Regions from separate parts of the Sus scrofa genome. Here regions 1 and 3 are each linked to region 2. The links are chromatin contacts, called in public promoter capture Hi-C maps. All regions are on one chromosome and are shown on one strand. Each heading gives the region's core, a stretch centred on a gene start, on an enhancer-like site or on the middle of the called end of the contact. The rest is flanking DNA. Distances are from core to core; before and after follow the strand shown.

Region 1 (3,659 bases), core at 744-3,243, 300 kb after region 2:
GCTCTGGCATAGGCCGGTGGCTACAGCTCCGATTCGACCCCTAGCCTGGGAACCTCCATATGCCGCGGGAGCAGCCCAAGAAATGGCAAAAACAAAAAAAAAGACAATGATGATAATTAAATGAAAAAAGAATAAAAAACAATATGTTCCCAACAAAGTTTTCAAATTTTTCTAGAGTATATGAAATACACGGGTTTACCCCATTCTAAGTTGAGGAAGACCTTTTTTTTGAAAAAAAGAAAACTAAGAAAGAAACATACCAAAATGTTATGACGATCTCTAGTTGTGGGATTAAGGATACTTTTTGCTTGCTTTCTTTTTTTCTTACTTCTCAGTGTTTTCCAAGTTTCCTACAGGTACAGCACATAACTCTTTTATAATCAGGCAAAAAAAATTACTTAAAAAAATGAAAAGTTACGGGGGATCCTGTTGGCTCAATAAGTTAAGAACTCAACTAGTATCCATGAAGATGCAGGTTCAATCCCTGGCCTCACTCAGTGGGTTAAGGGTCCAGTGTTATTGCAAACTGCGGCGAAGGTTGCAGGTGTGGCTTGGACTTGGCATTGCTGTAGCTGTGGTGTAGGCTGGCAGGTGCAGCTCCAATTCGACCCCAGTCCAGGAACTTCCATACGCAAAAGGTGAGGCCCTAAAAACAATAAAAATGAATACATACATAAATAAAATTACAAGCTATGGTAAGTTCCCTGGTGGCACAGTGGTTAAAGGATCTGACGCTGTCACTTTAAACCATTGGTGCAGCCAAAAAAAAAAAAAAAAAAAAACACTACAGGTTTAGTGAAATTGGCTGTTTTCCTTCCTTTGAACAGATCATTGAAAAAGCTAACAAATGTAGGAGTTCCTGTCATGGCACAGCGGAAACAAATTTGACTAAGAACCATGAGGTTGCAGGTTCGATCCCTGGCCTCACTCAGTGGATTAAGGATCCAGCGTTGCTGTGAGCTGTGGTGTAGGTCACAGATGCAGCTCGGATCCTGCATTGCTATGGCTCTGGTGTAGGCTGGCAGCTACAGCTCTGATTCAACCCCTAGCCTGGGAACCTCCATATGCCCCGGGTGCAGCCCTAAAAAGGACAAAAAGACAGAAAAAAAAAAAAAGCTAACAAATGTACACAATAATTTTACTGAGTATAAAGGGGAAAAGATAAAGTGTTCTAATACTTTGCCCCTAAAATCCTGTGGTTCAAAGGTGCAATAAGGGTCAAAATTGATCAGAACCAACCTTTAATTGTCTACAGTGTTCCATCTATGCTACATGCATTCATATATTAGCTCCTTTGATCATTTTAAGTTTGCTATTTCAGAGAGTATTATTTCCTAGGAAATACACTATTTGGAATGGTCTCTAAAATATCCAGTCTACAGAGTTATACCGACAAAATTTAACATAATCACATTCGTTAATGTCCAACAGCCACAAAGGTTACAGTCCTCCAGCAGGAGTTTCTGTGTCTTCGCACAGTCTCAAAGACATCACAGAAGTGTTTCCATTTGCAAATGGAAAGAACGACGACAATAAAAAGGCAAAAAGATTTTTGTTACAACATTTCTAGCTAAATTTCCATTTTAGGCACAGTTAGTAGAATGAGCAGTTCTCAAGGTCATGAAACTGTGTTAAATAAAACGCAAGATGTTTATTCTCCATTATCTATACCTGAGCATAGCAAGTCTTCTCCATCACCCTCCACAGTAACAAGAGTAAGCTGATACTCTGGAAGGAACGCTCAGCCTCGGCAAGTGGGTAGTGATACTAAGCCCACACGAGAGCAGCACGTGTAAGCCACACCGTGTAACGCGGCATATGGAGTGATCCCATAGAGAAAAAAAGCTGGAGAAAGAAAAAAGACTTTTAGGATCAGAAAAAAGAAGTGAATTGTGAGTACCTTAAAAAACAACAAAAAAAGGACATTAGGTTTCCTTACCGAGGGAACCTTCTGGGATCCACTAGGATTTCAGCCCTATAGACACCTGATCACTTTTACTTCCGGGTTCGCCACTTCCGGCTAAAGGCTTCCAGCCACCTTCTCCTCCGTCTGGGTTTTTCTCGGGAGCAGTAGTTCTTGGGTGTGCATAATAAACTACCAGAAGAAACAAAAGAGAAAAGTGGCAACGCGAGGAAAATTCCCAAGAGGCAACCAAGCCTCGTGCTCATCCGGAGTCGGAGTCCAGAGTGTAGGTTGCGATGGAGAGGGGAGCCGGCGAGCGGCAGCAGCTGTGCCAGAACATTGAAAGAACCGTAACTCCCCAGAGCGCCTCCCTGAGAATTCTGGGAGTTGTAGTTTATTTCCGACAGGGGGCCCCACCCCCAACGCCCTAGGCCGAAGGTGGAGTTTTGGTTTTCAACATTTTAGGCAAGCCCAGAAGAGATTTTCTACAGCTGTGCCTAAGAGATAAGTATATACAAGAATTTCTTTATAGATGGAGTCACTAGAGTAGCGATTCCTAATTTTTTAAAATGAGAATACCTTTTTATCATTGAATACTTCAGAGGTTTTTTCCATTGCTTGAGGAAATACCTAATGACTAATTGAGACTGTGCCTTTGTATTTTTAAAAATCATAACAGGGGAGTTCAGTGGAAACAAATCTGACTAGCATCCATGAGGGTGCAGGTTTGATCCCTGGCCTCCCTCAGTGGGTTAAATAAGGATCTAGTGTTGCTGTGAGCTGTGGTGTAGGTTGCAGATGCAGCTCAGATCCCTTGTGACTGTGGTGTAGGCCAGCAGCTACAGCTCCGATTAGACCCCATCTGGGAACCTCCATGTGCTGCAGGTGTGTCCCTAAAAATAAATAAATAAATAAAATAAACAGTTTCAGGAAAATGCAAATATATTGCCTTACTTTTTTTTTTTGGTCTTTCGTCTTTTTAGGGCTGCACCCACGGCATATGGAGTTTCCCAGGCTAGGGGTCTAATCGGAGCTGTTGCTGATGGCCTCTATACCACAGCCACAACGCTGGATTCGAGCCACGTCTGCAGCCTACACCACAGCTCACTGCAACACCGGATCCTTAACCCACTGAGCAAGGCCAGGGATGGATTGCCTTACTTTGAATATTTAACAGCGATACAGAGCTTGGAGATTGAATTTACAAATCATTGACCTAGTGCCTCAGTATTTCTTCCCGAAAAGCAAAGGCAAATATAATTCTGTATTACTGACTTCACAGCATATTTTCTTATGTTGTGACCAAATATAAAAAAAGGAGAATTCAGGGTTCCCTTGTGGCACAGTGGGCTAAGGAACTGGTGTTGTCACTGCAGCTGCCTGGATCACTCTTGTGGTGTGGGTTTGATCCCTGGCCTGAGAACTTCCACATGCCCCTGGTGCAGCCAAAAAGGGGGGGGGGAATTAGATATAAATGTAAATATCTAATGTTTATTACCTATTTCAAGATACCAACTTCTTTTTTTTTTTTTTTTTTTTTTTTTTTTTGTCTTTTGAGGGCCACACCTGTGGCATGTGGAGGTTCCCAGGCTAGGGGTCTAATCAGAGCAATGGCTGCTGGCCTACACCACAGCCACAGCAACGCGTGAGGGAGGCCAGGGATTGAACCCGCAACCTCATGGTTCCTAGTCGGATTCGTTTCTGCTGCATCATGACGGGAACTCCTCAAGGTATCAACTTCTACCACCTACATATC
Region 2 (3,437 bases), core at 753-3,252:
GACCCAAAAAACATACTCCAACCTAAAAGGCCCCACAGGACCTAGGCCTTCATTTCCTCCCCACCTCATCTCTTACTTCTCTTTCATCCCCCTCCAACTAAATGGCCTTCCTGCTGCTCCTTGTGCAGGCCAACTTCACGCCTACCTCAGGATCTTGAAACCGGCTCCTCTTCCTGCCTGAAATCATCTTTCTCCAGAGCTTCCAAGCTCACTCCCTCAGGCCTCAGCTCAGATGTCACCTCCTCAACCAACCATGTGGCAGATTTCTTTTAGAAGTCACGGTGAGGAAAAGGTTTTCCTGCCTCAAACTGCTCACCTTCCATGTGGTGGATCACAACTGCGAACCAAGGTTCCCTCTTGAGCTTCCAAGCAAGAGACACCTGGCTAAACTTTGGGACCCACTGCATCACGTATTCTTAATGTGGGCTCCCTTTATTAGTTTCAATCATGACTTCACTCTTGTTTTTTGCTTTCCTTTACACCTTTATAGCCTTTCATTGCACACAGAATGCCCACCAAGTCAGTTAAACATCGAACTAAGACTTTAACCCACAGCAATCAGTTCCTTGCACACAACAAAAACCCCAAGAAATTGTTTTGAGGAAGAAGCAAATGAGTGAATAATGAACAGTGACAGGACATCTGGAAATTTTCAGGCACACACAGGAAAGGTTTTTGTTCCAGTAGCGAGTTCATACAGGCACTTAGCACAGAGCCTGGTACATTAAAATGGCAAGGATGACTTAGTCAAGCGAAAAGCCGAGTTAACAAATATCAAGCCTAAAATTTCCTTTTTGTCCCTAATGCCATTAAAAACAAACAAAAAAAACCAGGCCCTTTCAGGCCAACTATGAAAGTCAACCACATTCCCAAGAAAGAAGGCAGGTTTTACTGAGACGCTCCGAGGATGCAGGAACCGTCTAGGAGAGGGAGGTAGCAAGAACTGGGATCTGGAGTGACTGGGCCGCTGATGGACAGAGAAAAGAGGCGGGGGTTTTCAATATCAAGACTGAGACACAAGACAAGCAGCAGCCCCGGCCCCGGGAAAACAGTGCTGCGAAGAGGCGGGGTGGGCCAGAACCCAACGCGGCCCCCCCGTTGCCCACAGCAAAGTGAAGGAAGCTGGACCAGCTCGCTCACCTCTAACGCCGCCTGGGGGTCCTCTTCGATCAGAGCATCTGAGAAGCTCCGGAAAAACCTGCCAGGAAAACAACGACTTCAGCAGGGCGCACTAACCAAGGAAAACAGAGGATGCTGGGTACTAATAAATAGCAAAGAAAAGGTAAAACACGCACCTTTGGGCCGTTGCAGGTCCCGCTGCAGCCGCCGCCATCCCTACTGGTCACTGTTACCGCTGCTGGAGCCGCTCCTACCGAGGTTACCAGTCCGCCGCCGCCCAAGGGGGAAACTTCTGGAGAAACACCAACCGAGCTTCCGTCCTAAGGAGCCAACGAGCAGCCACGCAGCGTGCCGCGGGGGGGGGGGGGGGGAGGGGAGGCGAAGCGCGGGCGCGGGGTGGGCTGGGACCGTGGAGGACCGACTCTCCCGGCCCGCCCCCTGGCCGGAGACCAGCCCCGCAGGCTCCGCCCCCTGCAGCCTCGGTTACGGAGGCCGCGGTGGTTCACGCTAGCCCTCCGTCCCGCTGCGCGCCCACAGTCCCGTGGAGCCTCCGGAGCGCTAGCTTGAAAGGAGTTTTGTACCATACTGTTCTCCTTCGGGAACGTGTGGACTTTGGGGGAGTTTATATGTCTGTTAATAACACAAAGCACATCGAGCTCCGTTTTTCCCTACAGCGCTCATCATGGCTCTTGGAAGCAACCGAGCCCTTTGTGACCCGTGACGTCATCCCGCGCTACGTGTTCTTTTCCGGGAGCGAGTTCCGGATGGCGCGGCGCATTGGTGGGTGCCGGCATCTTGGCGCTGGGAACCCTGAAGGCCGCGGACTTTCCGGAAGTCGTTCTGCCTCTGCGGAGGGTAGAGCAGAGGAAGCCTTTTGGTTCCGGGGCGGGTGGACTGTTCCATGGGCCCCAGGACTCCGCAGACCTAAGGTTGTCTTCCTCGTTGGCTTCCCAGACTAAGAAGAAAAACGTACTCCATCCGAAGGCATTGAAAGGAGAAATGGACCCTCAAGTTGTCTTGGTGTTACTTTACACCTAGTCGGACAGGCCCCCTCCCACTTTTGACCCATGCAGTTTAGATAGACGAAACTTCCAGCAGGTTCCACGGACCGGAGTCCGGGAGCAAGAGGGAGTGGGAGTGAATGGTTGGTTCCTCAGTAGAGATGAAGGAATAACTGAAGTTGAGTGTCTACTACATCCAAAATCTAAACTAAGTCCTGGGATTCAGTGGTGGTAATGCCCCCCAGAAACTTAAGTCAATTTAGTTCTAAGTGCTAAAAGGAAAGAAAGACAGTAGTCAGTGATGTGGTAACAAGGGGCTTTTAGCCGCCCATAAGGTCTAGGGATGGAATCCTCAAACACTTTGTACTCGAGCTTCAGTTTGGAAAGACGAATCAGTGAAGGAAATGAAAAAAGCAATTCAGACGGAATAGGATGAATGCTAGCAAGTGATAATGTGAACTCTAAAATTGATAGAGCCAAAATTCAGGCTAGAAGCAGAGAGGGCAGGGAGGTAGGTTATGTGCCAGGTCATAAAGGACTAGTTGTGGTCCGTTGAGAAGTTGGGATGAGCTTCTCTGAAGGATCCTAACCCATTATAAGATTTTTACTCAAAAGAAGGCTGTACTAGTGAAATTTACATTTTAAATGTTTATTATCTGTGCTATCAAAGAATAAAGGAAAAGAACAGTCATTGGGGAGTTCCTGTTGTGGTGCAGCAGAAACGGATCCAACTAGGATCCATGAAGATACTGATTCAGCCCCTGGCCTCACTCAGATAAGGAAACAGCTTTGCGGTGAGCTGTGGTGTAGGCTGGCTGCTATAGCTCCGATTGATTTGACCCCTGGCCTGGGAACTTCCATATGCCAAGGGTGCAGTCCTAAAAAGAAAAAAAAAAAGGAAAGAAAGAAAAAAGAACAGTTGGAAGACAACTGCTGTATTACAAGCCAAAGTGACTCTTATAAATAGGTCTGTAACAATAGGGATGGAGGGGATGGTAAGAATTGCAGAAATAACTAAGAAAAAACTGGGTTTGCTGATCTTTCCTTTTGTTTTGCTTCTTTTTAGGGTATATGGAAATTTCCAGGCTAGGGGTTATCAGAGCTGCAGCTGCCGGCCTATGCCACAGCCGCAGCAATGCCAGATCTGAGCTGCATCTGCGACCTACACCACAGTTCACGAGATGCTGGATCCTTAACCCACTGAGTGAGGCCAGGGATCAAACTCGCATCCTCATTAATACTAGTCAGGATCCTTACCGCTGAGCCACCACCAGAACTCTTGAGCTTTCCTTTTGTGATCAGTTCTTTTTGCATCTA
Region 3 (3,597 bases), core at 231-2,730, 260 kb after region 2:
GTATGAGCCAAGCTGGTCAAAGGTGATGGCATTGTGTAAATGTCCCCTGAGTATGGGTCATAGCACAGAAAGGGATCTCTGGGATGGCCAAAGAAGATCACCATCTCCTTGGCACACATACCCAGCCTCTGGGGTGGATTTTCTGCTATGGAGACAACAGAATTGCCACTGCTGCTCTCTGGCTTTGGCACCAGAGACTTGTACAACATGTCACCATATCGCATCTGCAGGACCCCTTCCATGAGGTCCAGACAGTACTTCTTCACAATAGGTTTGGTCAACAGCCCTTCCAGGTATTCCCGATCTTTATCCGTGAAGTGTGTCCAGCGGACACACTTGAAGACTTCGGCAGCGCTGGGACCCCGCTCCTTGGGAGCCGCCTCCAACCACTGCACCGCAACGTGACACACTGTCCGCTCACTCTCGATGTCTAGACTATCCAGGCGCAGGACAGCCAGCAGTTGGGCCAGGGTCAGATCGGCCAGAGACTCCTCGCGAATCGAACCCATGCGGCTGAGCTGCTTGAAGTTGTGCGCGATAAAGGACTGGGCCTGCGACCGCAGCTTGTGATGGTCGAAGGCGTCGGCGAACTTGAGGATGGCCGTGCAGTTGGCCAGGTCAAGGCGGCGGGCTAGGAACGACGCACAGGCTTCCCGCACATACTCCAGCTGCAGCATGTCCGAGGCCGCGTAAAGGCGCTGCACGTTGGCCTCACTCAGGGACACGCGACCCGTGTAGCAGTAATCGACCAGCACCTCGAAGGATTCGGCATCTACGTCGTGCATGGTCACGTTCGTCTGATGGCTCTCGTACATGCCGCCGGTGAACATGCTCTTGAAGTAGGGACACGCGGCGGCCAGCACGTTACGGTTGCAGGAAAAAAGGCGACCCGTGCCAGGCCCGCTGCCAGGCGTGACCACCTCGATGGTCACATCACAGAGCAGCCGCGCGTCGTAGAAGGACTTGAGCTGTGCCAACAGGGCTGCGGAATGGGCCGTGTCCTTCAGCTCCTCCGACCCCGTGAAAAAAGCCGAAACCGAAGGCTTGGAAATCCTCTTGGGCCGCCTCCCACCGCGGGGACTGGCGAGGCGGCGAGAGCGCGAAGCTTCTTCCCGGGACTGCATGGTGGAGATGCTGGTAGGGAGCTGAGGGCGAGAACGGGTGCAAAGACCGGGCTCGGGCGCCTCCTCACCCTTCTCTCGCTGACGCTAAGGTTGTGGTGTCTCCGGAGAGACTGCGCGGGGGCCGCGCTTACTTAACTCAGCCCTACACCGCGGTGCCGCCTCCCTTTATAGCGTAGACAGTGCCTGACTCACCCGTTTCCAGTTCCGCGCCCTTTCTCCGCCTCAACTCGCCCTCACAGGACCTACTGGCTGGAACCAAGAGATCCGCCACTGCCGCGCTGGCAATACCGGTAGGCTTCCAGGAGAACTACCACTCCCAGACTGCCTTTCGCGCCTGACGCAGGCGGGGCCCTCCCCACTCGCCCACTTTAGCGGCGGCAGAGAAGGCGCTTTGCATGTTGGGAGTAGTAGTTTGAGTAATATCGCGAGGCTTCCGGGGCAAGACTGCTTCAGGGTTTGAGCGTTTATTCTCCCGGCTCCGACGGCTTGGCATTTTGGCTTTGAAGTCCAGAGTAAGAGCCCAGTTTTAATGTTTATTAACTGTGTAGCTTCCCTCTGAGAACTTTTCCTTCTTTGCAAAATGGGGAGAATAGTCTTTCCTAGGGTCGTGTGAGGATGAAATGAGATAAAAATTGCATAGGACACAGGATGCTTCAATAAATATTTGTGTGTGTGTGTTTTAATTTTTTAATAGTTATTTCCCCAAATATTTGTTGATTAGAACAATTAAGTGCTTACACTCTGTTTAAAATATAAAGATTAATAATTGTCGGCTTTTCTCTTAGAATTTATTAAGAGTGCGACACCCACTTAACTTGAAACCATGAGCAATTACTGCAAAGAAAACATCCAGTGTTTAATGTTGCTACTTCTGGAAGATTCTGAACGTTATTACAATATTTTCAGTACTAAGTGACATATAAATTCATTAGGATGTTGAAGTTCCCGTCGTGGCGCAGTGGTTAACGACTAGGAACCATGAGGTTGCGGGTTCGGTCCCTGCCCTTGCTCAGTGGGTTGACGATCCGGTGTTGCCGTGAGCTGTGGTGCAGGTTGCAGACGCGGCTCGGATCACGTGTTGCTGTGGCTCTGGTGTAGGCTGGTGGTTACAGCTCCGATTAGACCCCTAGCCTGGGAATCTCCATATGCCGCCGGAGCGGCCCAAGAAATAGCAAAAAGACCAAAAAAAAAAAAAAAAAATCATTAGGATGTCTTAGACAAAGATGAGGTCCTAGAGAACAGCATTTATAGATGGCCTTAAATATGAAAATCAGGCATATAAATAGGTTGGCATCTCACCAAATCAACACTTCATTCCGAGGAACAAGGTTATTTTCACAACCTCTTGATATGAGTGTTACTCATACTGTTCTTTCAGTTCCTTTCCACCAATCCTTTGAAGATTTTGGAACTGTCTTTATTAAGGAGTTTTAACGAGAGTTTTAAATTAAAATATTTAAACAAACATACCTTGAATCGTACAAAAGCACAAGATTCAAACAGCTTGGGATTCATATATGCCCTGACATTCCTTGAAGTAATACAGTACAGCCTATGCTTTAAAGAAGTGTTTTATATATGTACTAATCAACATTAGTTAAATATTCAAAATCAAGTGTTTAGAGATTTGTTAGAGAACTTTTATTTAAAACCCAGACCACTCCTGTTGCTAGTTTGTGAAGTGTTACCATAACCTAATGAATGAAATCTTCAATATTATATGAATAGGTGGATAGCGCACAGCAGGAGAATAACTTTTAAAAACTGTTTGGGGGAGTTCCCATCTTGGCTCTGCAGTAAACGAACCCGACTAGTATCCGTGAGGACAAAGTTCGATCCCTTGCCTTGCTCAGTGGGTTAAGATCCCACATTGCTGTGGGCCATGGCATAGACCAGCAGCTACAGCTCCAATTCGACCCCTGACCCGGGAACCTCCATATGCCGCAGGTGTGGCCCCAAAAGACAAACAAAACAAAACAAAAACACCCTAAAAACAACAAAAAACTGTTGTGGTTTCTCTGAATATTGTGTCCAATAATTTCACTCCCAGGCCTTTACCCAAGGGGAATTAAAACATGTCCATAAAAAGACTAGTGCATGTTCATAGTAGATTTATCCATAATAACCAAAATTAGAAATAATCTAGGCGTTCCTGTTGTGGCGAAGCGGAAATGAATCTGACTAGGAACCATGAGGTTGTGGGCTCGATCCCTGGCTTCACTCAGTGGGTTAAGGATCTGGCATTGCCATGTTGCTATGGCTGTGGCAAAGGCTGGTGGTTACAGCTCCAATTCGACCCCTAGCCTGGGAACCTCCATATGCTGTGGGTGCGGCCCTAAAAACCAAAAAAAGAAAGAATCTGAATATATATCGATAGAAATTTAAAAAATTATTAGTAGTATATTATTCTTTTTAGGGCCCCACTTCCAGGCTAGGGGTCAAATCGGAACTACAGCTGCCGGCCACAGCCACA

Evidence for each region. Promoter capture Hi-C pulls out the DNA fragments that hold promoters and counts their contacts.
Region 1: a promoter capture Hi-C map of liver shows a contact between it and region 2, with 7 times the contacts expected there. The contact joins the promoter of MTRF1 here to the promoter of SUGT1 in region 2. A contact is called at or near these places in 1 of 5 promoter capture datasets (liver), 1 of 47 Hi-C or Micro-C datasets (heart right ventricle) and 1 of 2 datasets of contacts at active chromatin or transcription factors (alveolar macrophages).
Region 3: a contact with region 2 is called in a promoter capture Hi-C map of liver, with 8 times the contacts expected there. The contact joins the promoter of KBTBD7 here to the promoter of SUGT1 in region 2. A contact is called at or near these places in 3 of 5 promoter capture datasets (fetal liver and liver), 3 of 47 Hi-C or Micro-C datasets (heart right ventricle and liver) and 1 of 2 datasets of contacts at active chromatin or transcription factors (alveolar macrophages).

Annotation. Positions count from the first base shown.
Region 1 is chr11:25,602,403-25,606,061 of Sscrofa11.1, reverse strand. It overlaps MTRF1 (mitochondrial translation release factor 1), which reads right to left and starts at 1,993. Exons shown (of 12, transcript NM_001243580.1): 1 at 1,940-1,993; 2 at 1,672-1,845; 3 at 261-350.
Region 2 is chr11:25,904,007-25,907,443 of Sscrofa11.1, reverse strand. It overlaps SUGT1 (protein SGT1 homolog), which reads right to left and starts at 2,002. Exons shown (of 13, transcript XM_005668449.3): 1 at 1,296-2,002; 2 at 1,141-1,198. The coding sequence starts at 1,333.
Region 3 is chr11:25,641,544-25,645,140 of Sscrofa11.1, reverse strand. It overlaps KBTBD7 (kelch repeat and BTB domain-containing protein 7), which reads right to left and starts at 1,480. Exons shown (of 2, transcript XM_003130995.5): 1 at 1-1,480. The coding sequence starts at 1,124.